2 separate regions of the Mus musculus genome follow, and region 1 is linked to region 2. Evidence: chromatin contacts called from public promoter capture Hi-C data. All regions are on one chromosome and are shown on one strand. The core of a region is the stretch at or near the end of the contact, and the rest is flanking DNA. Distances in the headings are between cores, read along the strand shown.

What was found. Promoter capture Hi-C pulls out the DNA fragments that hold promoters and counts their contacts.
Region 1: a promoter capture Hi-C map of liver shows a contact between it and region 2, with 2.4 times the contacts expected there. The contact joins the promoter of Foxq1 here to the enhancer-like site in region 2. A contact is called at or near these places in 3 of 39 promoter capture datasets (hippocampal neurons and liver), 17 of 484 Hi-C or Micro-C datasets (the AML12 cell line, CD8 T cells, Sertoli cells and 9 more), 9 of 115 datasets of contacts at active chromatin or transcription factors (differentiating embryonic stem cells, embryonic stem cells, extraembryonic endoderm stem cells and 6 more) and 3 of 9 other capture datasets (adipose tissue, liver and pancreatic islet).

What each region holds. Positions count from the first base shown.
Region 1 is chr13:31,554,963-31,559,590 of GRCm38.p6, forward strand. Foxq1 (forkhead box Q1) reads left to right here and starts at 3,208. Exons shown (of 1, transcript NM_008239.4): 1 at 3,208-4,628. The coding sequence starts at 3,955.
Region 2 is chr13:31,476,002-31,480,460 of GRCm38.p6, forward strand. No RefSeq gene overlaps it. Among named protein-coding and RNA genes, the nearest start is that of Gm23351, 51 kb to the left of the region's middle. Within about 2 kb of position 1,345, at least 30 of the 459 cell types and tissues checked have an H3K27ac peak or open chromatin away from gene starts, as enhancers often do. A contact at or near this core is called in hepatocytes, hippocampal neurons and liver, where this site is marked.

The sequences.
Region 1 (4,628 bases), core at 1,958-4,457, 81 kb after region 2:
AAAGATGTGGGTTAGAACAGAGAACCAAGTACTCCCGTTCTTGACTGTTTTCACTAAATCCAAAGGAACATAAAAGCTAGACTTTACCTTTGCTGAGTCCCTTTTCTGCTATCTAGCTCCTAAGTCCCAAGCCAGGCCCTCTCTGAGCCCTAAAAGCCACTGGACATGAGAGCAGAGCCTTGCATTTTACCCAGGACTTCCTGCATTATCCCTTTCTTTATGCCTGAAGCTTCCTCCTTCTTAGTCACATTACACTACACATCTGAGCCTCAGGTCTCCACCAGGAGGCTGTTTCCAGTTTCCTTTCCCTTCAGATCCAATTGACTACTGCCAAAGGTTAATAAGGAAAGACACCCAGCCATTTCCATACTGCTGGCTTGAGGATCCACCAAACCAGAAGAATTACTGAGCTAAGTGAACCCAACTTCTAGACAGTGGGGCTCATAGAATACAAGAGGCAGGGTGGCATGCCTAAAGATGGTGAAGAGAGAAGACATTTGGACGGTTCTATGGTCTTCTTACTACAAGTATGTTCATTAGTCTAATATATAGAACACGTTGTCAGCATTTCCGATAGGAGTCTATTCTAGTCTACACAGTCACCTGAGACAGATTAGTTTCTTTCTTTTCTAGATTAATGTTTAGGAACGGGGCAGGAAAACACTACCCCACTAAGAAAAGAACAGTGTCCACAGGTAAGTTTCTGTTGCCGTCCACAGCTTCACTTCTCTCTTCATAAAACCCACTTCAGGGAGGAAAGAAGGTCACAGAGATCTGAGTGTTTCCTCCACATAGCTCAGCTACTCATCTCCCTGAAAATTAAAGGGCAAGAGAAGTAGCTAGTAAGCCTTTCGCAACCTCAGCTACTTGGTCAGGCACCACCCACAGGCACTTATCAATCCATCAATTATCAGAATCCCCAAAGACAAAGCTAAAGGAGACATCATCAAAAAAAATGGGGGGGGGGGGGAATTTGTGAAGAAACTGGAGATTGGGGACGAGGAGTTGGTGTCTGTTCTTTTAAACTTGGAAACCCCAACCTCAAGGGTGTGGGGATAGAGATTCGGAAAACAGACATCTTTCTTCTTCTCTTCTTGCTGTTTTCCTTTATCATCCATAGAAGGTGAATGAATTCTCCAGACACAAAACATCAGCTCAAAACAGTCAAATCAACTGCAACCGCATAGAAGAGTTTTATTTGTGATTTTTAACTTAAGACAAACTTTTTTCTCAGCACATGGTATCGATGGGGCAAGAATAGGATATACAGCCAAGAAATAAAGACAAGACTCCATCTTGATGGAGTCTGTATCCTAGTTCCCAGGTTCCTCTTCCCCTTCCCAGATAGCTGGACCCAGCCATTTTCCTCCTGGGGTCTTCCTCTCCGAAGTCGTCGTAGTGGTCCATGGGTAGTATCTTACCTAGCCATTCCAACCTCCCAAAGAACTCTCAAAGTAGAAAGAGTTGCCCCACCCTCACCCCAGCTGAGAATTCTCCATCCTCCTCTCCTCCCCCATCACAAGCTCCAAACCCAACAGTCAGCTTAATAGGGACGAGGAATAGGCATTTCCTCGCCTAACCAAGATCAAGGTAAGGAGAGTATCTGCTGCAGCTAGTGAGAGGTGGTGACGGATGAAGTGCGGGACTGGCAGTGAGGTGGACTGGCAGTGAGTGGATTAGCAGCCACTGGTGTTCCTAGGCCTGGAATCTCCCTATTGCCTATTGCCTATTGAGTCTTAACCCTCCTAAATGTATCTCCTCCATAAAACAGGCACGCTGAGTTCAAATAAGGACAACCTTCATTAACAATGTCTTTTATCCCTGGCCAAATCAATGCTTTGTCACCTTGCACTGGGCTAATTCTCATCCCAACGCACTCCCCTGGCCAGGACCTAGGGACCATCCATTTGCGGGCAGGAGCTAAGAGGAACCCCTTGAAAGAGGCTGTTTTTCGAGGCTGGAGGAACGCACCACGTGGTAAACAGTTACTCCCTGCATACTACAAAACATCAGATTCCTGCTGGCTGTCAAGATGCCCACTGCATTCTGAGCGCCTTTACGGCTTCTTGACTTAAGAGAAGAGAAGCTTGTGTATGCTTTCCACACAAATGGTGGAAAGTAATAAAATAAACTTCAAACATGCTCTCCCACATAGTCGCAGCCTCAACATTATTCGCAACAAAAGCAGGAAGAAGGAGGAAGCTGGCGTGGTAGGCATAGGGTCAAAAGTGCACCCTTCCTAGTGCAAGGCCCCTTTCCTTGGAGAACTGACACAGAGTTGTCAGGGAGTCGGAGGAGTTGCAGAAGAGGCCTCCTTTCCTGTTTGACACCCGTGCCACTAAAGCCAAGGCAAGTTCTAGAGCACAGTTGCAGACAAATAGCGATAAACACGCCTTGCCTTTGCCTCATGCCCCAAGGAACACACATCCTCCCGTGATTCTTGTTGATTGCTAGACCCGGGCACTGCATGGCTGTGGGCAAAGCCCACGTCACAAGACTTCGGAAGGGACTCAAGGCAGGCAGAGCCGGGCACCTCTCTTGCAAAGCGGCCTCCCGGTAAAAGTATGGGGCGTTGCCTCCTTCCCCCCAGAGCCTCCAGCCAGGTATGACAAAATAAAAGTGAAAGTCGGAAGCCGGCTAAGAAACAAGAGGCACGATCAACCAAAAAGAATCATAGAATTTCAAGCTCGTGGTTTTTACTTGTTACAAGGGGTAAAGTTGGCCATAGAGAGGAAGTAAGAGGAAGGGCACGAAAGAGGTCAATGCAAAGGCTGTTCCACGGGGTGTCTGCAGTTCAGCGATTCAATTATCACCAGGGATTTCCTTTCCTAAGAATATTGGCTCTCCTTGCCAAAAAAATCCGCAGGCTGCACGCAGCGCGCAGCTCAGGACGGCGGCCAGACCTATGCAACCAGTCCCTCGGCCTAAGCCCTTTTAGGTGTCTCTCTGGAGCGTCCAAAAAGTGTCAGCTCTACCAGGTATAGGAGAGCAATCGTCTTGGTGAGTCCGGGGGGCGCAGAAACCCACTCGGTGGCCGCGGGAAGCCAGAAGCTCCTACCTGCGCAGCGGGGCGGGCGGGGCAGCCGCACAGGCGCGCACACTCGCGCGCACACCCTAGCCGTGCGCTCGCTCCCCATTGGCGAGACCGAAAGGGCGGGGCCGGCCAGACCCAAAACAAACAACCTGCGCCCGCGGAGACTCTGTGGCCGCGCCGCCGCGTGGCCTCGGCCTGATGAACGCCTTGGGGGGAGCCGCGGCCACCTCGGCCACCTAGTTCCCCCACCCCCTGGCCGTGGGCGCCCAGGCCCCGCCCGCGCGGAGCCGCCGCAGGGTTATATTGGGCCGGACCGAAGGTGGAGGCGAGATTCTGCTGCGGCCGGCCAGCGCGGACATGCTGCCCGGGAAGCCGGGGGTGGCAAGGCGGCTGCGGGTGCGGCGGCCTCGAAGACTCCTTTCTATGGGCTCTCGAGGCTGAAGACGTCCTATCCTCAAAAGTAGCGGGTGCGCCAGCAGACGTCAGGTCGGTGCCTGAGACCTAGACATCCAGCGAAGGAACACTTTTGGACGCCCAGACCGATAGCATAAGCGCCGGCTCGGTCCTCCCAGCACGAAATCCTAAGGCTGGTGTGTCCTGGCCCCCGCTTCGCAGGGTGGCCCCTCATTCCTCGCTTGTCTTCCGCTCAAAGTCTCTAAACCTCGGAGTAAGGACAGCACTGCACCAACTTCTATCACTCCACTCCTCACTTCACCCAACAATCAAAACCCCTCCCAAAAAAAATCCCAGCGGAGGAGAACCTTTCGGAAAAGCGTCTCTCTCGGAAAGACGCAGGAGCGGTCCCTCCCAGGAGAAGACAGACTCAGCGGGCCACGGGATCGCCACTCCGGGCGCCACTCGCTTCCTACGACCTCGCAGGAAAGGGGTAACTGTGCCGGACTGGAAGCACCAGCGCCGGCATGAAATTGGAGGTGTTCGTCCCACGCGCAGCCCACGGGGACAAAATGGGCAGCGATCTGGAGGGGGCCGGCAGCAGCGACGTGCCATCTCCACTGTCCGCGGCTGGTGACGACTCCTTAGGCTCAGACGGGGACTGTGCAGCCAACAGCCCGGCGGCGGGCAGCGGCGCCGGGGATCTGGAAGGTGGCGGCGGCGAGAGGAATTCGAGTGGCGGGCCGAGCGCCCAAGACGGTCCGGAGGCAACTGATGACAGCAGAACGCAGGCCTCCGCGGCAGGGCCGTGCGCGGGCGGCGTGGGCGGCGGCGAGGGCGCGCGCAGCAAGCCGTACACGCGGCGGCCCAAGCCCCCATACTCCTACATCGCTCTCATCGCCATGGCCATCCGCGACTCCGCGGGCGGACGCCTGACACTGGCCGAGATCAACGAGTACCTCATGGGCAAGTTCCCCTTTTTCCGGGGCAGCTACACGGGCTGGCGCAACTCCGTGCGCCACAACCTCTCGCTCAACGACTGTTTCGTCAAGGTGCTGCGCGACCCCTCGCGGCCCTGGGGCAAGGACAACTACTGGATGCTCAACCCCAACAGCGAATACACCTTCGCCGACGGGGTCTTCCGCCGCCGCCGCAAGCGCCTCAGCCACCGGACCACAGTCTCCGCGTCCGGGCTGCGGCC
Region 2 (4,459 bases), core at 95-2,594:
GACTCTGGGCAGGCCTCCAAGAACTGAGACCAGTGGATGAAGGATGCAGCCTGCTTAGCTCTGTTCAGAGAAAGTAGGTTCTCATTCTAAGCTCTGCCTTCCTCAACAGCGCCAACTTCTTTGAACTCCTACTAGACCAAATCCACAGAGGGGCAACCTAGGGCCCTTAGCAGGCATAAATAAATAAATAAATAAATAAATAAATAAATAAATATTCAGGTAGGGCTGGAAGGAAGCTATGAGCCTGCAGACTTTTTGAATATACACTACATACAGGTGTCTAGGCAATCCCAGGAGCCCAGAGAAAGCAAGCTTATACATGCAATGGCGATATGGACCTTGTGTGGGACGATCATGACTCCCTGGTTGCTTCTGATTCCTCGACCCTTCTATATCTGTGTGGGTCAGCACCGTAGAATGCCATCTAAGAGTGCTGCTTCCCCACTTGAACAAATGGCCTACAGCTACGCAGGTCTTGGTTAAGGCAATATACAAATACATCTGCATACTATTTGAGGTAGCAGTGACATCTGTAAGCAATGGTTCCTTTTGCCCAGGTGACACCCCGATGACACATCACCCTACGAAGTAACAGAAAGGGCTTGCTTCAGCACTCTCCACAGTCAGCAGCTTCACCACACAGCCAGGTTGCTGATCACCTGTGGCTGAATAAACTCAATAATTTAAAATACATATCTCAAATAGCATTCATATCTACTGCTTAAAGTAGATGTAAAATTAGAAACAACCTAGAGTATTTTAGCCCTCCATCCTGAGAGTCTGTGTAGCATAGGAAGGAGGACCATATACTTAAGGGAAGGACTGGCTGCTGCTACTAGCTGTACGATTAAGAGCAGATTAACAGATCTGAGCCCCAGCCTCAGCCATGTATTGCAGACAAGGATTTCTTGACTTCAGGGACAGACAGAGATTTAAACAAGATTCAAATTGGGGATGGCACATAGTTTTTTATTGTTAGTTATTAAATATGAACACTTTAAAATCATTTTTAATTGTTCTAAAATGCAAAGCAGCTGCCTAGATACAATGTTTCCACCTCAATTCATTACTGACAGTAGGGTGATAGTCCTGTTTAGAGTAACTCTGGGTCATCTAGGTGTGACATAGATGAAAATATAAAAGAGACAGAGAGAAAGGCAGGCAGCCAGGCAGGCAACAAGCACAGCTATGGTCTCCCTACAGGAAGCATAGTTTCTTGCCCATAAGAATGATACTTAAACCAACTTGGGTTTTGTCTTTCTGTAAAGAGCAAGAATGCACAGAATGTCCCTAGGCCTGAGTTGTATAACCTTGTCACTTATTAACTGTTCCACTTATCAAAACATTTGCTTGTCTGTAGCCCTGGGCCATTGTCTGCCCTGGGCTTGCCCTGCCCCTCTCCCAGCCTGTACTATCTGTAGCTGTGTGGAGAGCTGTGAACAGCAGGGGTCCAGTCTTGTCTTTCCAGTATCTGCAAAGTCATGGGGTTCTGACCTGGTGACTGTCTAGACATTTTAAGCTCAAACCTCCTTGTAGTTTTCTGACCACTCTCTTGGTTTTTTCTGTCTTGCCATCTGGAAAGTTTGGTTTCTAAGACCACATTCCCCTCCCTGATCAATGTTTGCAAACTTATGGGATGAACTCTGCCCTTTCTCAAAGAGGAACTGACTTACAGGGTATAGCTTTCTTCCTTGTTTAATTTTTTTTAAGTGAAAAATAGACTTTATGCTTCCCTGGTGCCTTGCAGAGCAGACGAGGAAAGCTTCCAAGGGGAAGGAGGAGAGCAGATGCATTTCAATTTGCAGACACATGGCTTCAAGCAGATGTGGATGGCTCCATCATTGGCAAGATATGGGACTAGGTTTCAGAGCTAGCAGGCAGCCATGACAGTAAAGTCATTTCCCAAAGCCAGCTGATCCTAGGAAGTATCTAAAGACAGACTCGAATGCAAAGACCAAGACTGGATGCTAGCATCATAATAGAATAAGCTGAGAGCAAAATACTGGTCTGTCACTCAAATATCTGCTCCCTGGAGTCACAGGGTGTTTTCCTCATCTGCATTTATGTCAGACATTCACAATATTGTTTTGGTAGAAATCTACCCAAGCAATCTTCATGGTGCAGTAATGAAGAAAAGCACTTCCTTTTGTTGGAATCATCTGTGACACCTAAGAGTCCATTGTGTAGAAGTTGGTATTGCAGGCAGTTCAAGCCCTGCAAAAAGAGAATAAGAAAATGACAAGACAGAAGTTCCAAATGCAGAGTTTGCTATCTGGGTGTTTGTTTCATAACATAACAGACAGGCTTCCTGAGCAAGCCCACCTCCTTATGAGGCTGCATAGGGCTCCTTATATGTCCAGTATGGTTTTGATTCTAAAGTAGGTTTAGCAAATGTATCAGGTAATCAGGTAGTGTCTGAATCAATGGCTTGTAAGAAGAAAAGTATCAAGCAAATATATAACCTCACCATATCACTTGGATGGGAGCATATCATGCATGTAGTAGAATGTTCCATTTGTGTCTAAAATGTACATTACATGAGTCTTTAGAGTGACACCTAATGAACTCCTCAGCAGAACTATGTAAATATTCAGTCCCATGGTCTCTAATTACTTCATTCATCATTAGAATGTTCACTTTCTGACCTCATCACAGGGTACAGAGGTAGCCAGCCACCTCTTGAGGAGCTTAGCCAATGTCTGAGGAAGTGCCAAAGAAGAGTCTATGCATCCTTTGTGTTAGAAGAGGGTCAACAATTGGGCATGAACATCTCACCCTACATCAGCCAGGGCCTGCCCTACAACCTCTGTGACCTGATAAGAGCTCACATGTATGACATTCTCACATTGTGCTAATTACTGTGTCCCAGGCCCATAAGTACATACAGCATCCTAAGAGAGAATTACAGTTATTGCTTGGAAAAGCAAAAAATGCTCAGCTCAGCACAGTGACACATACCTGTAATCCCAGTTCTAGAGAGGCTGACACAGAAAAATAAATATCAACAGATGGAATGGGGTGGGAGAGAGAGACAGAGAGAGTAGAAAAAGAAACTGAGACAAAGACAGAAAAGGAACAAAGAAACAGAGACAGAGCTATACAGTCAGAGGCAGAAAAACAGAAAGATTGACACCCTGTAGACTGCCTTTCAGTCTCTTCTGGGCACAACTCCAGGACCACTGAATCGTCTAGTCAGAAAATAGTGAAGTTCTTAGCTTAGCAATTCATTTAACTATTTTTTAAATTCAAGTGAGAATTCTGAATAATGTTACCTATAAAACACTGACTAATTTGGAAATACATTGATAAAGCATTTAGAATGAAATGATAGCTATCTTCAACAGTTTTATGGAATTTATATGAAGAAGTGTTGGCAACAGGATAGAACAGTGAATCTCCTGAGAGGGAAAGGGTGTGTGAGCTCCATAGGAAGTACCCATAGTGTCTGAAAAATTTTTTGGTTGCTACAACTAAGGGTGGAGGTGCTAATATACCCCATTGGGCAGTAGAATACAGTGTTGTTCAACATCTGACAACACACTGGACACTTTCCCAAACAAATAGTATCAAGTCCAAAATGACAATAGTGTTGAATTAAAATCACAGAAAAGAAATGGGCAGGTTAGTTTTTATATGTGTAGGAAGATAGATGGATGGGTGGACAGATGGATGGATGGATGGATGGATGGATGGATAGATGAATGAATAAATGAATGATATATAGATGAATCAGTGGGTGAATAGAAGGAAGGATGGATGGATAGGTGGGTGGATGGATGGATGGATGGATGGATGGATGGATGGATGGATGGATAGGTGGGTGGATGGATGGATAGGTGGGTGGATGGATAGATGGATGAATGGATGGATGGATAGATAGATGGATGAAACAATGGATGAGTAGGTGGATGGGTGGCAAGATCCACTAATAAGAATGTGATTGAGAAATCACTTTAAGTCAGAAGGCTGATTCAAAGTGTCTTATCTTTTCAGTTTTGGTATAGTGTTGTCGTCAAGACTCTCGAACTATTAAATTAGAAGATGTGCCATTCTTCGTGCAAATAAAAGGGCTGAGAAGGAAAAGCAGACATGTCTCTGTCTTTAGACATGTTGCATTTAAAACTGCTCTGATACTTCTAAGCAAAATATTGGCAAGCACTTAAAAACAGAAGACTTGTTGTTGGTCAAGCAGGTCTTAAGTCACACTATGGTGATGTGGGAGGTAGGTGAACCTTTAAGAGGCAAGGTGTAGTTGGGGCTTCATTAAAGAGTTAAAGTAGTTCTCATGAGAAGCTATGCTAAAAGCCCTGTCCTCCCCTTTTCTGACTTGCTTTCACATTTGCCATCGCCATGATGCCATCACCATGATGCCATCTACTGTGCCTCGACAGAGCTGGGGGGCCTCAGGCACAGAGTCAGCTGAGCCACGCGGCTTTTCAAGGAATTTCAACTTCACAAA